2 separate regions of the Hordeum vulgare genome follow, and region 1 is linked to region 2. The links are chromatin contacts, called in public Hi-C maps. All regions are on one chromosome and are shown on one strand. Each heading gives the region's core, a stretch centred on a gene start, on an enhancer-like site or on the middle of the called end of the contact. The rest is flanking DNA. Distances are from core to core; before and after follow the strand shown. Region 1 has its middle 150 kb from the start of LOC123425610. Region 2 holds the start of LOC123425610 (probable serine/threonine-protein kinase WNK1).

The links. Hi-C and Micro-C count contacts between places; a contact is called where the count stands out from the background.
Region 1: a contact with region 2 is called in a Hi-C map of seedling, with 5 times the contacts expected there. The contact joins the enhancer-like site here to the promoter of LOC123425610 in region 2. A contact is called at or near these places in 4 of 6 Hi-C or Micro-C datasets (leaf and seedling) and 1 of 1 datasets of contacts at active chromatin or transcription factors (embryo).

Annotation. Positions count from the first base shown.
Region 1 is chr2H:148,847,710-148,853,227 of MorexV3_pseudomolecules_assembly, forward strand. No RefSeq gene overlaps it. Among protein-coding and RNA genes, the nearest start is that of LOC123425610, 150 kb to the left of the region's middle. Within about 2 kb of position 1,427, at least 3 of the 3 cell types and tissues checked have open chromatin away from gene starts, as enhancers often do. A contact at or near this core is called in leaf and seedling, where this site is marked.
Region 2 is chr2H:148,697,618-148,702,439 of MorexV3_pseudomolecules_assembly, forward strand. It overlaps LOC123425610 (probable serine/threonine-protein kinase WNK1), which reads right to left and starts at 3,014. Exons shown (of 7, transcript XM_045109304.1): 1 at 2,636-3,014; 2 at 2,469-2,506; 3 at 2,129-2,356; 4 at 1,732-1,952; 5 at 1,462-1,619; 6 at 916-1,351; 7 at 1-816. The coding sequence starts at 2,722.

The DNA.
Region 1 (5,518 bases), core at 177-2,676, 150 kb after region 2:
CATGGGCCTGTGGAACTACGGCCGCAAGGGCACCCACGACCGTGAGGTTGGCTCCTCGTCGGGACGCCGCCGCGGCTCCGTGAAGGAGGAGGGCGCATTGCCACCACGCCAGGCCAACGCTCCCTTGACCATCGCTCCTAGGCCCGTCGGCCATCGCGACCAGCAGTACCTCAGCGTTGAGGTATGCCAGCACTACTAGGAGACGAGGACGCCGGTCTCGTGGAGCGACATCCACGTCCCCCACGCGTGGCACCTCTCCGCCGATCACGTCCCTATCCCGGCGGTGCCGACGAGCGGTCGTGCGCGCCGCGAGGAGATCGAGCGCCGCCACCTCCTCCCCGATGACCTCTACTACGACGAAAGGTACTCCGCCGACTCCACCCTCTGGGACACCTGGCTCAGTGACGAGCACGACGTGCGGCGTGCCTCCAACTTCGCCGGCACGGTCTCGGGGCCGCGGCGGGCACCGGAGGTGCGCGGGCGTACACGGGTACGCGGCCTCACGCTCATGTCGTCGCCTTCCCCGTCTAAGTCAGCACCTCCACCTCCTCGCATGACGGGGGAGGAGGAGGCCCGGCTCATGCAGCGCGTGAGGGAGGACTCCATGACGACGCATGATGAGCGCCAAAGGCCGGGCCTGGACCGCGCCATGGCCCTCTCTAGGGCCGGCGACGTCGCCATCCCCGAGCAGATGGAGGAGGAGGAGGTGGCCACGTTCCCTCCGGAACTGGTGGGCGCGTCATGGGGGTGGCCGTGCACCGCGCCAGAGATGGCGCAGGCAGTGGGGACCGTGAACTGGTGCCCCACGCCGCCGCGGTCATAGGAGCGGGACGCCTCGCCACGGGAGGAGATGCTGCAGGCCAGCTTCCAGCCCGCCCCCGCGCACCAGGGACTGTCGGCCCACCTCTGGATGTCGCGGCCTACGTCGATCTCGTGAGCGACGGTGACGACGACGACACCGGCGGCAAGTGAAGACGGCGACGACAACGGCAACGACGGACTTCTTTTTTTTATGTCAATTATGTCAAACTGGGCCGTTTTGTGGCCGTGAAAACTGAGCCGTTTTTAATGTTAATGTTGTTATGTTTTAGGTTTTTTAACTGCGTTTATTTATTTTAGTTGAGTTTTCTTAATTTTTTAATCAAGTCCAACGCGGACATGATTTAAGATGCGGCCGCGCGGTGGACGCATGCACGGTCCAACGGACACAGACGGACATGGGCGAATTCATTACCATCGCAAACGGACAAAATCCGGCTAAACCAAACGTCCGTTTGGGTCGTGCGGTGTAGTTGGTCTAAGAGCTCACACCGTCCGGGATGCGCGTCCGCGGAAGTCTAGTAGTCCAAATTAGCAACTCGTGATTATAGATGCTCTTCTAATACAGCCGGTGTGTGAGGCAGCCCACATGGCGCTCGCCGACAACAGCCACCACTCCTGCCAGGTACCCACGCGGCCTCAGCCCCGTACGGAACCGGAGCCTTGTACGGTAGTCCCATCCCGGGCAGCCACCAGGATCAGTGCGGCTTTTGCACGCTGCGCTGCCTCTTTCCCTCCTCGGCTACCGGCATCGATCCGGCCGGCCAGAGACGGCTATAAAAATTTCCACGTGGCTGTTGAAGTAAGGTATGTACTGTATGTGCGTTCGTCGATGGCGAGACTTAGCTTTAATCTTTTGATGACCGGCGAATGGCGATTCTCTAGAGATGATGCTGGTAGATTACTACTACTCCCTCCGTCTTAGTTTATAAGTCCGACACGGATATATAGATCGTCAATTTCTTCAACTTAATGATAAATATATATTATAAAAATATATTATTATAACTATAGATGTTTTATTTTCTAATGATATAATTTTTATATTAAATAATAGATTTTATATACTTCCTCCTTTCCGGTTTATAGGGTCATTTCAAAATTTTCATATTTTCATTATATTAAGCTCATTTTGAGTCTAATTGAGTTAAAATGTTTTGAGTCACACGCCATATTTAATACATAGAGTTTAGAGAAAGAAGATGAGTGGCTATGCATACATCGTTTTCTACATCCACTATCCAAGTCCAATGAGAAGGAAGATGGTACATTTATTGCCTTGAAAATTGAATATGTGAAAAGTATTTAATTGGATAGTTAAAACTAGTGTCATCCACTTACAATTCACCTTGGTTGATGAGATTTCAGATTTAAACCCTATAAACCGGAAAGGAGGGAGTAAGTTAAATTGACGACCTAAGTATACGTGTGTGTCTTATAAACTGTGACGGAGGTAGTACTATATGTCATAGGTGTTCGTACAGTTTCATTTTAGTGATTAAAACCATGCAATCCTACATCAGCAAGCCTAGATTGACAACAAGTTTTAGGCTAGTCATAGTGAGGAGTATCATATAGTAATATCATGCATATGATACTATTGTATGATACTACCTTCATAGTGCATAGTATCATAATGTAGTATCATAGATGACCTTATTTATTGACATGCATAACACATAGTAGCATAGCATTTACTCACTCCGTTCCTAAATATAAGTCTTTTAAGAGATTTCACTAGGAGTCTACATACAGAGCAAAATGAATGAATCTACACTCTAAAATGTGTCTATATACATCCGTATGTAGTCTACTAGTGGAATCTCTAGAAAGACTTATATTTAGGAACGGAGGGAGTAACATGTTACGGTATCTATCTATGTTACTCTAACCTTTTTTTTAATTATCTGTCACATCAGCATTTCTGTTAGTCTCAAATACATGATACTACCTTAATTACTCTCATTATGGCTAGCCTTATTTGAGAAGCCCGAGCTTAATTTAATATTCTTTGACCTTTGGTTGGACTCAATAAAACCAGCCTCTGTCGATAAAATGTTCGAGCGGGACAATGTGGCCTCATTTTCCGTCTTTTGGACTTAAAAATGGAAGAAAATTAGCGTTCATAGATCCTCGGACAAAGACATGTAGTACCTCCGAATATCCAGAGTTCGCATAGGTGCACTTAGCCCAAGTCATGTTCTTATTTCCATCGCAAAAAAATAATAATCATATTCTTATTTCAGGGATACTGTGCTATGAAATCTTTGTGTATTCATATTAAGATAGAATCGCCTAGTGAGCATGCGGCAGTTGTAAATTCCGACAGCCTCCTTATCAAAGTGTTTCTCGCTCAATCCTAATTTGACCTTGGATTTTTTTTCCGTGCCTCCCGAGCTTGATTCCGGTGCGTGGGTGGTGGTGTGGCTGCCTAGGGGGGGTCATTTGTGAGATGGACCTGTAGTCAATGAGTGCGGTCGGTGGGGTTCTGTGCGAGGGAAGCGGACGAGAGATCGCACATGGGGAGCCCCGAGCGATTAGATGACCAGTTGATTCATTCATGCGCATTTGATCTTTTGGAAGGAAAACAGGAGCTCACTGCTTCGCTATCCCAACAACAGAGATGACGAGGCCATGGTTATCCGGAAAAATCTTATTTGATGCTCGCTGCGTTAAACTGTCCACCAATTGCTAAGGCGATCGAGCGATCATTTTAGATTGGGCCGGCCCACCAAAACGTTTTTAATTTTCTCGGTTTTGGAATACTTCTATAGGTTTTCAGCTGTTTTTTTTGTGTGTTTTGGGAAACTTCTAGAAAGTTCCTGGGCCGGATTTTTCCTGTTCTGTTTCTCTTTTATTTTTACTTTTTACTTTTTTATTTCTGCTTTTTTTCTCAAATTTATTTTTCTTTACTTAAAAAATGTTCGCATTTTAGAAAAAAATGTTGATTTTAAACAAAAATGTTCGTGTTTTCAAACTTTGTTCATAGATTTCATACAAAAACAGAATTTCCAAATTTGTTCACTTTGTTTAGAAAAATGTTCGGTAATTGAAAACAGAATCACAAATTTGTTTTTATAGAATGTCCACATTTTAAAACATTTTTTCATTTATAAAGAAAAAAATTCACTATTTTTCAAAAAAATGTGTTTTTAAATTTTGTTTGAAAGTTTCAAAATACCGTGTCTCCAACTTTTATTCTGGACTTCCAAAAAATGTTCCCCATTCAAAACAATTGGTCACTCTTTGCAAAAAAAGTTCTTGTTTTCAGAAAACGTTTCTGTTTTCTTAAACATTTGTTTGCAGATTTTGGAAACAGGGGCATTTTTGAAATTACTGAAGAATTATAATAATTTATGAAGAAAATTGAAAAAATCGTTTTTTTGGGAATTTGAAATTCTAAACTTCTTTGCATTTTGAGAAAAAATTGAAAACAGGGAAATTTAATGGAAAACTGAACCAAAATTTTAAAAAATGTTTGTGTTTCAAAAATAATGACTATTTTGCTCAAAAATTTGTTTAGAAATTAAAAATTTTGCTTGCGTTTCAATAAGTGTTCAAGAATTTCAAAATATATTCATAGTTCCAAAATTTTGTTAGATATTACTTGAAATGTTCCATTTTTTAATTTTTTCCACAAATTCAAAATATGTTCGTTGTTTATATTTCTTGAGAATTTCATCAAATGTTCTATTTTTCAAAAATTCAAAAAATGTTTGTGTTTAATTTTTTTTCGAAATTTCATAATTTGTTCAAAACTTCAAAAAATGGTTTGCTTTTTTTCCAAATCATTTTCCCCAATTTCAATTTTTTTTGTTCACATGTCTAAAAATATGTTCCTCTCTACAAAAATATGTTCAGAAATTCAAAAAATGTACGCATTTTTCTCAAAATATATTATTTAAGATGTACACTACAGTATCTAATTCCGGTTCGCTATAGAAGACCAGTCCGGTTGTACGATCATACCTTGTTCTTTTAGCTGCGCATTGTTCTTTTGGGCAGAAGAGGGGCTCCAAAGTGTCGGGAAACGGAGGGGTGCAAATGTGTACGTGATAGTTCCCCCAACCTTTCCAAATGCGGATCCCCTCTTGATAGTACGGATTTTCCTATGACTCAAGTCCACCAACACTAAATCGATAGAAAAACACCGTTTTCTATTTTAAGCATCGAGTGATGAAAATCGTCTTGTGCCACCTCATAATTCATGAAAGCTTAATGCACACGATTAGTCCGTGAGGGGCATTGTCATCAACCACCAAACCCACTTAGGGAAAATTGTGCTCTTACAATCTTCCTTTTTTGGTGGGTTGATGACAATACATGATTTTCCATTTCAAATATAAATAGTAAGACCGAGGCAAACCCAATATCTACAAAATATAGACAGACTTCCCCCCTAGATGTGTGCTCTATTTGAATACGCTTTTGGAATGCAAAAATGAACACACTAGGATCAACACTACCCCTATATTTTATAGACACGACCGTATACTTGCACATACAGGAAATGGGTTAAGCACAAATGCAAGTATAGGAATATAATTTCACATAGTAACTAAAGTAAACATAACAGAGTAGGAGAGATAGCATATGTCTTACACCATACTTTAGTGCACACAAGTCTAGACAACAGAAACCAAAGCAAGCAAGTAAAATGAGGTCACGACAGGATACAACAGATAAAGGTAAAACACTC
Region 2 (4,822 bases), core at 1,764-4,263:
TCGGACACGCTTGGTTACTCATGCCTGGATGCTGATCGGTCCTTGCTGTGCCAGGGCTGATTGCTGTGCCGGGGCTTCGCTGGCAGGTCGGTACACGGAAATTGTGGTGCTTACCAACATGGAAAGACTCCAGCTTGCTCAGTGTAGGCTTCGTCCTGCTTGCTCCATTGGTGGAGTTGTCGAAGTCCAGTGATGGATGAATGGCTCTCTTCAAGTGTGCCATTTTCCGCGCTTTGTACTTGGCCATCTTCACTTCATGCTTTATGTCGAACCCCTTCGACTGATGATCGGTATCGCTCTCATAGTTATCGGTTGGGCACGATCGCTCCTGGAAAGAACTGAAGCAAAGCCGGTCAGAAAGACCTCTTCTACCCATCTTTGGAAACCCATTCAGGCGTACGGGCTCCTTGTCTTTGACATGCTGCTCTTTTCGAGCTCCTCCATCATCAGAGCTGCCCCCTGAGTCATGCAAACCAGATTGCTCTTCATCGGCAGCTTGGAATGTGATCTCTTCAAACCTCCCATGCAATTCTGCACATCGGCAACCACGGGAAGCCGAGGACATGTAGTCAAAAAGCGAACCACATGATGACACATTGGAACCACAGTTATGGCAGTATGCAGCGTCTGGAACTTCCTCTATGCCTGGACCAGCCATCCAATCTGGCACCAATGCACTAAGCTCGCCATCGATCATCTCAGCGATACGAGTAACCTCATGGTCAGTTATATCCAGCTCACCAATCATCTCAGTTGCCACACTTAATGCAGTATCAGCCTCAACATCGAACGGAAAATAGATGTTGCGTACCCGACCTGCAAATATGAGAAATTAGTTTTCACAAATTATCTGAATTAACATTTTCACACAATGAATTCAACCAAAGAGTTTAGGCATCATATATTGCATGTTACCATCATCATCTGTGATTCGTAGTCTGAGGAAGATTCCTCCATCCTCACTTTTTCTCCCTTTGATTGCGATGTCCACAGTGCCAAGAGGCTCATCTTCGTGCCCGTTGAACAGATCAATGCCATCGGCTTTAGTGTCATCATCTTCACACTCCCATCTATCTTCCATTGGTGCACCTTCGTCAATGCTTTCTGAGAACCCATTGCTCATCACGGACCCATTACTATAAGCATCACTTAAGTAGGGCTGCCGAAGGTAATTGTTCAACAGGGTGTAATCCCCATCCCCAGGACATAGAGCCATGCCATCAATGCGCAGGAAAGGGTCATTGAGCAGCTCTCTTGCCGTGAGCCTCTGGGAAGCAGTGGTCAGGCATTTCTCGACAAATTGCCTCACCATTGGATCTTTCACCTTGTACAAAGCTTCAGGCATAGTACCCTACCAACCAAACCACTAGATGACATCAGTAAAACAATTTCCAACTAACCACACACCAGAATCACAAGAGCTGCAAATGGCTAAAAAAATATCCAAGAGGCACTCCTTACAGAGATCACTCTCTTGTAGATCTGCACCGGGTGCGTGCATTCGCTATACGGGTACTCAAAGGTGACCATCTCAAGCACGCACATGCCGAAGGAGTATATGTCCACCAGCTCGTTGTATTCCTCGGCATACACCTCCGGCGCCATGAACTCCGGCGTACCTGCCCAAACAATCGGACACGCCAATCTCATCAAATTTCCACAGAACCATCATCATTTGGGACCGTAAAACACCATTTTTCCATGCTAGGTAGCTAATCGGCCGAAGCTTACCTACGCAGTGAACAGCATGGGACTTGCGGAGGATGGCGGCCAGGCCGAGGTCGCCGATCTTGACCTCACCCTGGTTACCATTGACGAAGATGTTGTCACACTTGAGGTCCCGGTGGATGATGGGTGGATTGTGGCTGTGTAGGTACAGCAGGCCGCTGAGGATCTGCCGGCACCAGTCCTTGACCGCCCATATATTCACCTTCCTGTGCTTCTGCCTGTACCTAATCACCAGCAAATCACAAGCAATCAATTAGGCATACAGAACAGAAGATACGTACTACTACTACTTTCTTTCTAGAATTGGGCAGAAAAAAAGGAGATTTCCTTTAGATTGAGCGTACAAGGATACAACTTTATTGAGCATTAAAGAGAGTTAGATGAGATTGGTGCGGCTTACTGGCGGAGGGTGCCGGAGGTGAACATCTCGGTGATGAAGTTGATGTGGCGGGCGGAGACGTCGACCCAGGAGGTGTAGAACTTCATGATGTTCTTGTGCTTGAGCGTCTTGAGGAGGTGGATCTCGCAGTAGAGGCGCTCCAGGTCATCGGGGCACTGGAGGAAATCGTAGAGCTTCACCTGGTTCCACGCCACCTCCATCCCCTGGTACTCGTCGAACGCCCGGTACCTGAAACCAGACCAGGCGCTCGTCGTCAGCAGTCAGCTCGGGCGGCGCGAGGCGGACAAGAAAGAAGCGACAGCAAGCAGCGAGCGAGCGAGCAGAGGACGGCGGATCTTACACGGTCTTGGACGCGCCCTTGCCGAGGACGTCGTTATACTGCAAGAAGCATGGAGCAAACGGATCAGCGATCTGGCATGGCAGGGTAACGTATCGAGAAACGGCCGCAGGAGGAGGAGGGGAGCAGGGGGAGGGAGGTTGTTGGTGGTGGTGGGGGTGGCGCCGTACCCTTCCGTACCGGCCGGTGGGGTCGAGCTCCGCGTACTCCCCGCAGTCGGCCGCGTTGGCGCTGGCGTTTGCCCTGGCGCCCATCATCCTAGCTATCTCCGGCTCGCTCCGGCCTCGGAAGCAGCGCAAGAAAGCACCCGCTCCGCGCCGCCCGGGAGGCAGCTGCTGGCTCGCCGGCGCGCTCGCGCTCGCGCTGCTAGGAGGAGTGGATGGGGAGTGAGGAGGGGCAGGGGGGCGGGGAGGAGGAGAGGATCGGCGCGGGAGCGAGCGGCCTATTTAGGGAAATGTGGGCACACATGGTGTGTGTGGGCAGAGAGAGAGAGAGAGATGGGAAGGAGCCAAGGAGGAGGGGGTGGGGATGATGAGGCTTTAGTTGTAGATTGTAGATTAGATCAATGGGAAAGCCGCAGATAAACTTGCCGTTTTTAACTCCACACGAGAGATGAGATTTACTAAGCTACCTGCTGGGCTGGGCCAGCTACGTGGTACTGTACGTACTAGGGGTGACAGGATCCTAGATACTGTCGTTGGTTAGTCGGGTGAGACTACAATTCCATCATGACACGGTCAAATTAGCCTCACTTCCATGCCGATATACTAATCCACAATTATTCGGTGTAAACAAATTAGACCGCAATCGTCTCTAAAAGGAACTGGAATTACAGTAGAAAAATGCAGGCCGGTCTCTGCGTTTTTTATTCCTTTCAGAAAAGGCAGCCCGATTTTCCAAGAAAGCATGTTTGGTTTGGACCCAAATGTTGTTCAATCCCATGGGCGAAAACGACCGCTCGCAGAAAAGTACTGTATATATGAATGTAGAAGCTCTGGGGGAAGAAACTATGTCGAGAAGCTCTTTAACCGGAAAAAGGGACAGCTGATTAGGAACCACGATCTTGGCGCAAACTGAACAAGAAAATTGAATATTTACTGGGGTTCTTGTTTTTCTTGCTTTCCTCCTTGACATCGCAAATCTGACTCTCTTTTTTGACTTCGGAGAAGAAAACGAAATGGTTCGAGAGCGGCCCCTTTGTTTTGCCTCCCCATTGATGATCAAACCCTGCTAAACGCTATGCTCCCCCGGCGAACTCACTTGGGCCATGATGGTGCGGGGTGCTCCGTTCATGTCCATGGAAAGTTGCTCAAAGCTATAGTACTCCTAGATAGGAGCACCCGGGTTCATCTTCATTTTCCAACACGTTGAAAATTTGTAAGCAGTTTAAAGAAACCGGATAATTGGACAAAATAACTCATACATGAGCTTCACCCTCATCCACCGCTAATCATATAGGTAGGTGATGTCGAGTAGGGCATTTGGAGACAGAGCATCATGAAGACCTTAATTTTGACAATAACAAAATTCAAAATTTATGTTTTAAAAGTTATGAAAAAAATAAACATGTATACAAGAATGCGATGTGTATGTGTGTACAATTTTATTATGAGATACCTTGAATTTCGAGCTGCCCCCAAAAAAGCATGATATTTAAAGATGAACAATACATATGCTAAAAGCCCAAATTTGTTTTTTTTTGTACCTCACATTTTAACTTGTTTCGACCTGAAATTTACACACATGTACATCATGAATCTAGTTACACATATATTTTTCAGAATTTTTTAAAAGAAGAGTTTGAATTTTAAAGTTTCCAAATTAAGGCCTTCGTGGAGCACGGTCTCCATTTGGCATTTTCGGGTGATGTTAGTTATATAATTTGCCATGCTTACCTTATAATTATCAATGGATGTGGTTTCATTGAGAAATAATAGTTTTTAAAAAACATATAATACAGATGGAGACACTCACAAACATGTATATACGCTCAGTGACGGACCCATGAATTAAATGAAGGGTGTGCACACTAAAAAAATCTGCCTAATCCAAGTGTCATGTAATATACTCAATTGTTAAAATCTGGCATCGATTTCAACATTGGTCATTGAACCGCATGCATCTAAAAGCACACTACGTAGACAGTCGAACCAAACAAAGGAAAGACTAGCAAATCTGGCGTTGACTTCCTAATCCACACCCCGACCTCTCTCCCCACACACTTATCCCCACTCTTCTCCTCATTCATCTCCCATGCACATACATGCGGAGAGAAGTCGGAGCAAGCTACACGGCGACGATGCTCCATAGAGGATAGAGAAGAACCACAAGTAAGGGAGATGAAAGAGAGAGAGGAA